2 separate regions of the Anser cygnoides genome follow, and region 2 is linked to region 1. A link is a contact called in public Hi-C data. All regions are on one chromosome and are shown on one strand. Each heading gives the region's core, a stretch centred on a gene start, on an enhancer-like site or on the middle of the called end of the contact. The rest is flanking DNA. Distances are from core to core; before and after follow the strand shown. Region 1 overlaps SUFU (SUFU negative regulator of hedgehog signaling). Region 2 holds the start of SEMA4G (semaphorin 4G).

The links. A called contact is a pair of places that touch in the nucleus more often than the background predicts.
Region 2: a Hi-C map of liver shows a contact between it and region 1, with 8 times the contacts expected there. The contact joins the promoter of SEMA4G here to the enhancer-like site in region 1. A contact is called at or near these places in 2 of 7 Hi-C or Micro-C datasets (both in liver).

What each region holds. Positions count from the first base shown.
Region 1 is chr7:13,895,093-13,899,299 of Taihu_goose_T2T_genome, forward strand. All of the region lies in intron 2 of SUFU (SUFU negative regulator of hedgehog signaling), which reads right to left. Among named protein-coding and RNA genes, the nearest start is that of SUFU, 20 kb to the right of the region's middle. Within about 2 kb of position 2,224, at least 1 of the 3 cell types and tissues checked has open chromatin away from gene starts, as enhancers often do. A contact at or near this core is called in liver, where this site is marked.
Region 2 is chr7:14,018,815-14,023,021 of Taihu_goose_T2T_genome, forward strand. SEMA4G (semaphorin 4G) reads left to right here and starts at 1,840. Exons shown (of 16, transcript XM_048060706.2): 1 at 1,840-1,861.

The sequences.
Region 1 (4,207 bases), core at 974-3,473:
AAGGAATGGAGAGGATGCAGGGAGAAATTTAGTCATCTTTCACACAACACAGAAATTCTTATTTTGCACCAATATATATGGGACAAAAAAAACGTATGTACAAAGTACAGCTTTGTATGTAACATACAAAATGCATGAATGCACAAAGTACAGCTTTGAATTTATGAGGCTATCCTCATACACACAGAGGAAGAACATCGAATATGACAACTACAGCTCATGACTCAGGATGTTTGACCATTTCCCCAGTTTGACAGAGATAGGTGTTAACTTATTTTATTTAGTTTGGTCTAATAAGGTCTACCTAGGAGAATAAAGTCATATTAGAAGCATCAGGGATGTTACAAAAAGGAACAAATAAAGGGTGCCCCATACTACTCCACTTCAACAAAACTAGTCCATAGGAATCCTGCATTTTACACATCCCCATACAGTAAAGCTCCTGTTCCAAGTCCCCAGTAGCTGAAACTGTCACATTTAATCTCTGAAAAACCTCATGAACAAATATTTAGGCTCACAAACTTGAAAGCAAGTTGGGGACACCAGTTTCCTTTCTACCACTGCCATCACATCCCTCACTCATTTGTTGTAGCTGTTGCAAGAAGGCAAACGTAAGAAAAAAAAAAAAAGGATTTATACTGAGCATAAAGACACTTGATTCTGGTTTACGAAAGCTTCCATGATTCTGCAAACTCAAATCTCCTCCTCCAGCCATTGGCAAATTCTCTGGAGAAACTTTGTGCATGTTTTGGATGCTGGTGCCCTGCTGACACACGTGAAAGATATAATGCACAAAGTGTTAACATTGAGCTTCTACTAAAAAGAGCCAAGCGGGGCTGTCAGAAAAGTGATGAGAGCACTTTCCATTTGAAAAACACAGATCGCTAGCAGTGCCGTGACCAGTTCCAAGTGCTGGGTGGACTGTTCCAACAGTAAGGAGCTTGTTTGAAGCAGACATGCTTTTCAGCAATCCTGACTAACGTAAAGTGCTAAAATTGATCAAATTTAAGCATCAGTGCAACTCCTTCCAGATTTAATGTAACTTTTATTTGAGGATTCTTCAAGGAGTTTGTGATGGACTTGCAGATAACATAAGGAAAATAGTTAAGAAATGAACCCAAGGACAAAGCCACACTACGAACAGCTCTGACCGAAAACAAGAGGACAGGTAGCGAAAGTCAGACATCTGCGATAGAAAGGTGAGCAAACAATACAGCAAACAAATACTTAACTCATTTGGTTAAAAATATAAGTGTACGTTTCCTTTTCTCTCCATGTCATCCTCAACAAAGAATTTGAGCATTATGTACTACAGAAGCAAACGCTCCATGAATGCAGCAGACAATGCATTTCATAGCGGTCAGCCGGTACGTATAAAGCCTCTTCCAGGAAACAAACGTACCTTTAAGCAACAAACCAAATAATTACACTTGGTTCTTCAACAAAGCAAGAGCTTACTGAATAACCAGAGAGCCCGTGATCACAGAGTGGAGTTTGGATGTGCAGTGAGACCCGTCTTCTGCGATCATGCATGCGGGTCTACCAAAAAGATTGGTACAGGATGGCGGTAGGCTCATAAATTCAAAGCTGTACTTTGGACATTCGGCACCCCTGTAGTGTTTTATTAGTTTCACGTATCAGTTAGCAAAGGAAAAACAGAAGTATTTCTTAGAGGGAGAAACAAAAATGCTTCAAAGTGGGTAGTTTTCAAGGACTGATTCCAGGAAAAAGCATTCACCAGAAACTGAGACGCATTACGAACGGGTCAATTTTAAAAAGGATCAAAGTTAACAAGAAGCCTTCAAGCTGAGCTTACACAGTTAAAATTTTTGGAAAGTAAGATGGCTCCCTATTGAATTTCCTCCTTTCAAGGCAGGTTCTGAAGCAACACTTATTTTTAATATGCATTAAGCTAGAGTTTAGGTTGTGGGTTGTATCTTTTTTTTTTTTTTTAACTGAACTTCACAGATCTCCATGCTTCAGGGGATAAACAGAAATAACTGTTTAACAGAAGACCACACGTGCTTTCTATTGATCCGTAAGCAGGTTACCGAGTAACAGAAGTGTTCAGGTGGGTTTCCAACAAATTTAAAGCAAGATGAGCAGTTAGAAGAACAACGCTGGCCTGCAACACGCCAGTGGTTGCAAAGTGGTAAAAACTGACAGGCAATGTTACTCACGTTATTTTTTTTGTACGGTAATAAAGGAACTTCTCAGAGAATTGATAGAAAATATATAGAATAAAAGATAAATAAAGGAATAAAGCAAGTTACTTCCCTTCTAAGATGTTAAAAAAATCTCTAGAGTACCAGAAAATGCATAACCACCAAAAAACACTCAAAAATACAATAGCGTGCAATGCTTATAATTCTCAACTTTTTAAGGTAGCAGTGAATTTTCAGAAAAATCCTATTTTGTAAGATTTAAATATTTAAAGATTATATTTAAGATGTTTTAGAATAGTTAATGGACACAGATTGCTGAAAAGACGCTGCTTTGTGAGAGCAAAACTTTAAATACATGCAATTCACCTGTACTGTACAGCTGTTCAAAGGTTTCGGCTGATAAGGTCTTTGATCTGAGCTCACTTAATTTTAGATTGGTTGTTTGTTTTTGAAGAAATTGCGACACATGACTTTAAAAGCTTGACGGTTTACCAAAACATTTGTTTAATTCAGACAGGTCTTCCACAGAAGGAAAGAATTATTAATCTTCAGAATGTAATTAGGATAGCCATTTTCAGTCAGCATTTTTGCCAAAGCTTTTGCTTTTGTTCTTCCAAGAAAGTCTTGTATTTGAAAATAAGTCAAAAGTAGTTTCAACAGCTGCCATAAAATTTCTCTCAATGAACAACCGCCCATAAATCCTTCAATCCCGGGATCCAGCTACACGATGTATGAAGTGAATTTTATGCTCAACCACTGACTCTCAGGTTGCCTTTCCTCACAGACGCTCATTTCAATCAGCAAGTGGCCAGGAATAAATCCTGAAATCACTAGAAGTTGAGACAAGACTATGGCAGGAATTCAGAATCGTGGATTTTCTACCAGCCTCAGGTCTCAGTTTGCCCCATAAGAAGCTCAAGGCTGCTAGACACGTCAACTGCTCCTCCATGTAGGAGCGGAAGACCAAGTAAATGGTTTTGATCCCACACAAAGGTAAAGAGACTATTCTTTGTATCTGGGCAGTGAGCAGCCACTCATTCCCCCCAAACCACCTGTTTTCATTTTGGTTCAAACCTTACCAACAATACAAAAGATGCACTTATCCCAGAGAAGCAGCCCACCCACAATCGGGGAATTAATCATGAGCGACTCCCCAAAAATGAGTTAATGAATAGTAAGACGTTCCATAACACGGGATTCCCAGGGCAGCCTCCTCCTCGCACGGCATGTCGCTGCCGTTTGCAGGGTGTCTCAGTGACACGCAGGCTGCTAAGGAACCAGCCAAAAGGGTATCACGCCTTGCAGAGCACCTTCACACCTTCAAACTCCTTCCTCCAGGCTCCCACGTTTCGAAAAGCTTCCGGGAAAATCAATCACTGGAGCATCCTCAAGCTGGCCTCCATCAACCAACAAGCTACAAAGAATAACGTTCCGAAAGGTACAGACTTGAATAAGCCTCATAGCCACAGAAAACAGGGTGGAGAGCGGTGAGGATAACCCAAAAAGCAATTCTGCCTCCTCCTACCTGATGTGCATGGTGGCTTTGAACACACAGTCCTGCAAATCAAGCACTCTCCAGGAGTCCTGCTAAGCACACCCGAGGTAGCTGTGGGGAGCTGTGCTCAGGGCCCTTCCCATACCCAGCGCTGAAGCTCCGTGCTGCCTGCACCAGGACTGCAAAGCACCCATGCTGTTTGTGGGTTGGCCTGACCCTGGCTCCTGTGTAAACTGTCAAGGTAATACCTTTATTACATGCTTTTTGTTCCACAGAGGCACGATTTCAGCTCTTTGGTGTTCGTTTCTTAGTTTGCATGGCTTTTCCTTTTTTATTTTTTTTTAAGTTATCGTTCAACACAGTTACAATAGTCCAGGAGTGTCTCAGCTCGACAGGAAGACGACAGCGCCAACCCAACCAACGTGCTGACAGCGTGTGCGCGAGAAGGAGCCCTCAAAATGCACGTTTTGTATCCACACATAGCCCCAGGTACATAAACTGAAAGTTGCAACACAGCATTAGGTTTCTGTACTAACAGATCTGAATA
Region 2 (4,207 bases), core at 590-3,089, 120 kb after region 1:
TGAGCTGGAGCTGGGGCAGCGGAGGCCGTGCCGCTGCCTTCTGGCACGTCGCAACTTTCTCAGACAAATCCCTCAGCAATTGTAATTTTCCTCGCTGGCTCCCGGCCCGAAGGAGGAAGAGTGGTTTGGAAAGTTTGCTCAAGGGCTCAAAGGGAAGAGGATCCCCGCGCCTGCCGTGCCCTGTGCCCGCCGGGGCGCTTACCCCAGGGCCGATGCGGGGCGCTCGGCAGGGTTCGCCCACGGCGCTCTGCAGAAAGGCCGGGCTGGGACATCCCCAGTGCCGCTGGCTGGAGGGATGGGGGCAGAGGGGGAGAGGTAACCCAAAAACCAAGGGGGCTCCCCCTGGGGCCGGGAGCCCAGCAGGCACGGCGCGTGCTGGCATGGTTCGAGCGCGGGGCTCGCGGTGCTTTGCGGGTTTCGTAAATCCCCAGCTCCCCGAGCGAGGAGGTTTTGTAACTGGCGGCGGCAGCGAGCCAAATCCCCGGGCTGGGGGTTGTCTTCTGCTCCCGCTCGGGGCGAGGGAGAGGCGGCCGCGCCAAGCGGTTTCGGACCAAAGGAGGTGAATTTGGGGCTCAGTGCGTGTGATGGGGAGAGCCCAGCTGCAACGCATCGGGGCGCCGGGGGCGTGTTAGAGGTACCGGTCACCTGGGGTGGGGGCACGGGCAGAAGATGGGGTTCATCCGTGCTGGCTGGGCATCAGAGGGGTGAAGCAGGCCGTGGGCAGGCCCAGTGGGAACCAGCCCGGCTTTGTCAGTGAGAGCAAAGCACAATTAAAGAGCAGCCGGGCTGGGCAGGCCGGCAGGGCACTGCGGCGGCTCCTCTTCTTCCCCACGGGGCCGGGCTGGGTTCGGCTCCCGGCCGCGGCTGGTGGGACCCCGTGCTGGCCCCCGGGAAGCCGTGAGAAGGCGGCGAGGGCTGGCCTTCGCACCAGCGGGGCCCTAAATTCCTTCGGAGAATCTCATGGGGGCAGCAGAGTGAGCGGAGGCTCTGGAAATAGATCTCTTTCCAGCTGCCGATGACTCGCGTTAATTAATTAAAGCCTCGCAAGCTTGGGCCTGTAAATACGCAGTGTCGAGCGCACCAGGCTCAGCTCGCTCTTTGCTCATGCACTAATTACCCCGCTCCGAGGCCAGGAGCTAGCGCAACCCGAATTTGGGCTTGTAGCCACGTGGGTGGGCAGGGAGCGCTGCTGCGGGACGGGACGGGACGGGATGGGACAGACCAGCCGTCCCGTAACCATCCCCACAGCCTCCAGCCGAGCCTGGCCTCTCCCCAGGACAGCGGGCACGCAGGCAGCGTCCCCTCCGTGCCATGCCGTGGCGGGGGTGCTCCCCCCTCGGTGCCTTTCTGGGGGGAAAGGCTCCAGCGCCCACCCTGGTGGGAGCCCCAGCAAGCTGGGCCCTGCTCGCTTCCCACGGGAGGTCGAGGAGAGCGCAGCCCCCGGGGAACCCGCTCGCTGCTCGCCCTGCTGCCCCACGAAGGTCGCCGTGCCTGCAGCGAGGTGGAGAGAGCGGCACCCCCACTAACCCAGGGGTTAGCACCTGACCCGGGGGACCGTGTGCTTCGTATCCCCCATCCCGGCATAAGACCAAACAGCATCTCTGCCGTGCGGGCGGTGCTGCTGCTCCAGCCTCCCTCCTGCTCCCTCCTGCAGCGCTCCAGCTCTGGCCGGGTCCATCCAGGCTGCGCCGGGCAGGGCTGCAGCGAGCCCGGTGCGCGGGCGTCCGACTTCCGTGGGGTGGGCAGAGAGGCGAGGCGAGGCGTGGAGACGCTCAGGTTTTGCTCAGGGACAGGAGGAAATGGCAATTAGCTGCTGGAGCGTGCAGGCGCGGCGGGAGGGAGGCCGGGAGCGCAGGAGGAGGTGGGTAGCGTCTCCGCTCTGCTCGGGGGCCCCCGGGGAGTGGGGGTCCCTCATGCTGCGCAGGTTAAGAGTTTGCGATGGGGATGAGGGCGATGGGGGCAGGCACCGTGCCCGCAGGAGCCCCCAGAGGTGTTATGTCAGCTCTGCCCCCCCCTCCAAATTTCCCATGCACAGGTGAGGTCCGGGCAGTGAGGAGCAGTTTCCATGCGGGGCCGACCCTCGTCGAGTGATCCTCCAAAAATCGCTCTCCAGCACCACCCACCTGGCACCCAGCCCCGCCGCGGGCGCAGCTGCGGGATGCAGGGCTTGGGGGGGGGGGACGGACTCTTGTCCCCCTCCCGTGGGGCCGGAGCGGAGAGGAGGGACCGAGCGGCGCCCGATGGCACCGTGCCGGCACCAGGTGCTGCGCGGCTTGGTAAACACGGGCCAGCAACCGCGGGAGGCTCGGTGGGGCGAGGCGGGAGCCGGCGTACGCAGGTACGGCACCTCCGCCTCCCGCTCCAGCTGACTTCCCGCTGCCCTAGATGCGACCTGCTGATTACAGCCCCGTGCTCGGGCTTCGTGCTTTCGGCAAGCCGCCGTGACGGAGGAGAGGAGGGAGGGCTCGGCTGGGCGCTCCGGCAGCCGAAATCTTGCGAAAGGAAGCAAACGCAGGCCTGGACCTGGCAGCTCCTGCCCGTGGGGAGGAGCTGCAGAAGCCACCCAGGCCACGAAGGCTCTGCACGGGGCCTTAGGGTGCCCAGCCCCTGCCTGCGCTTCCAAAACGAGCTCCCGCCGCGGGTGAACGCAGACCGCGTGGAGAGGCACGTGCCGGCGGGAGGGAGAAGGGGCGGCACGGTGCTGTGCGGCGCGGTGCAGGGTGGCACAGCACCATGTGGCACGGTGCACCAGGGCATGGCACGACGTGGCACGGCACGGCACGATGCGGCACGGCACGATGAGGCACGGCGAGCGTGGCACCGCGCAACGTGGCGCGGCGCAAATCGGCAGCCGGCACACACGGAGCCGGGCGCTGCAGACCTCAAGGGGCGCAGCACCCCTCCGGCGATGCCCCTGGCACCCCAGTAACCCGTCCCAAGCACACCGGGGGGCACCCCCGTCCCCAAGCCAGCCGTGGCGGTGCCGAAGGCCGCGTCCCCCCCCCCCCCCCCCCCTCGGCGCACGCTTTGGAGACTTTGCCCCTCTCCGCGCCACGCCGGGCGCGGTGCCCAGCCGGGCGCGCAGGCAGGGTCGGGGCGGCCTCGGGGAGGGGATGCGGCGGGGGGAGGACGAAGGGGACGGTCCTGGTGCCTCTCGCTCGGGCTCCCGGAGCGGGGCAGAGCCCGGTGTCGCTGCCCCCGGGCCCCGTACCGGCGGGGCGCAGCGCAGCCGGCAGGGGGCGGCGCGGGGTGGCACGGCACGGCACGGCACGGCACGGCCCACGGCGGGGCTGCGCGCAGCGACCTGCGCCGGGCGGCTCGCCCCGAGCCGAGCCGAGCCGAGCGGAGCCGTGCCGAGCCCCGGGGAGCCGAGCCGCAGGCAAGAGACGGGGCCGGGGCCAGCCCGAGCGCACCGCGGGGCCGGGCGCGGGGTGCGGGTGCTGGGCGCGGGGCGCTGCGTGCGCGCACCGCGCGCGGTCGGGGTGCGGGGTGCGGGGTGCCGGTGCCGGTGCCTCCCCCCGTACGCGCAATAGGGGGATTTGGGGTGCCGGGTGTGCGGTGCCGGCTGTGGGTCGGGCTGGCCCGCGTGCGGGGAGGGGGGTGGTGGGGATTTGGGGGGCTGGGAGCGCGGCCGGCACCGGCAGGGCTGGGGGGGGGCTGCGCCCGTGGGCAGGGTGCTGAGCAGGAGGAGGGGGCTGGGACCCGCTTGGGGGCGGGAGGGCAGGGTCTGAGGTGCTGGGGGGCGCCCCACGGAGGAGCTGGGTGCGGGGGCGGTGGGTGGGTGCTGGGAGAGGCGCCTGGGGGGGAGCCGGAGCAGAGCCCTGGGGAGGGGGGGGCTCTGGTGCAGGTGGGGATTTGGGTGTGAAAAGGGCTGGGGGGGGGGGGTAGGGACGTGTGGAGGGGGGGTGTAGACGCAGGTGCCCAGCTTTGGGGACAGTTTGGGGCTGGGGGATCTGGTTGGGGCGACAGGGGGACGTGCTTGGGGGGCGAGGTGATGGGGGTCAGGGCTGCAGCAGGCAGGGCACCAGCTGGGGGGGGGGTTGGTGCAGCCCCCCATGACAGCAGGCCTGGGGGTCGCGGCTGTGCCGGGGGCTGCCGGCGGTGCTGGGGAGGCTGAGAGCTACCTGGGGCCCCAGGGGAGCTGTGCAGCCCTCCCTCGGGATGCAGGGGGCTGTGGGGTTGGGGCTGTGCCGGGGTGGGTGTGCAG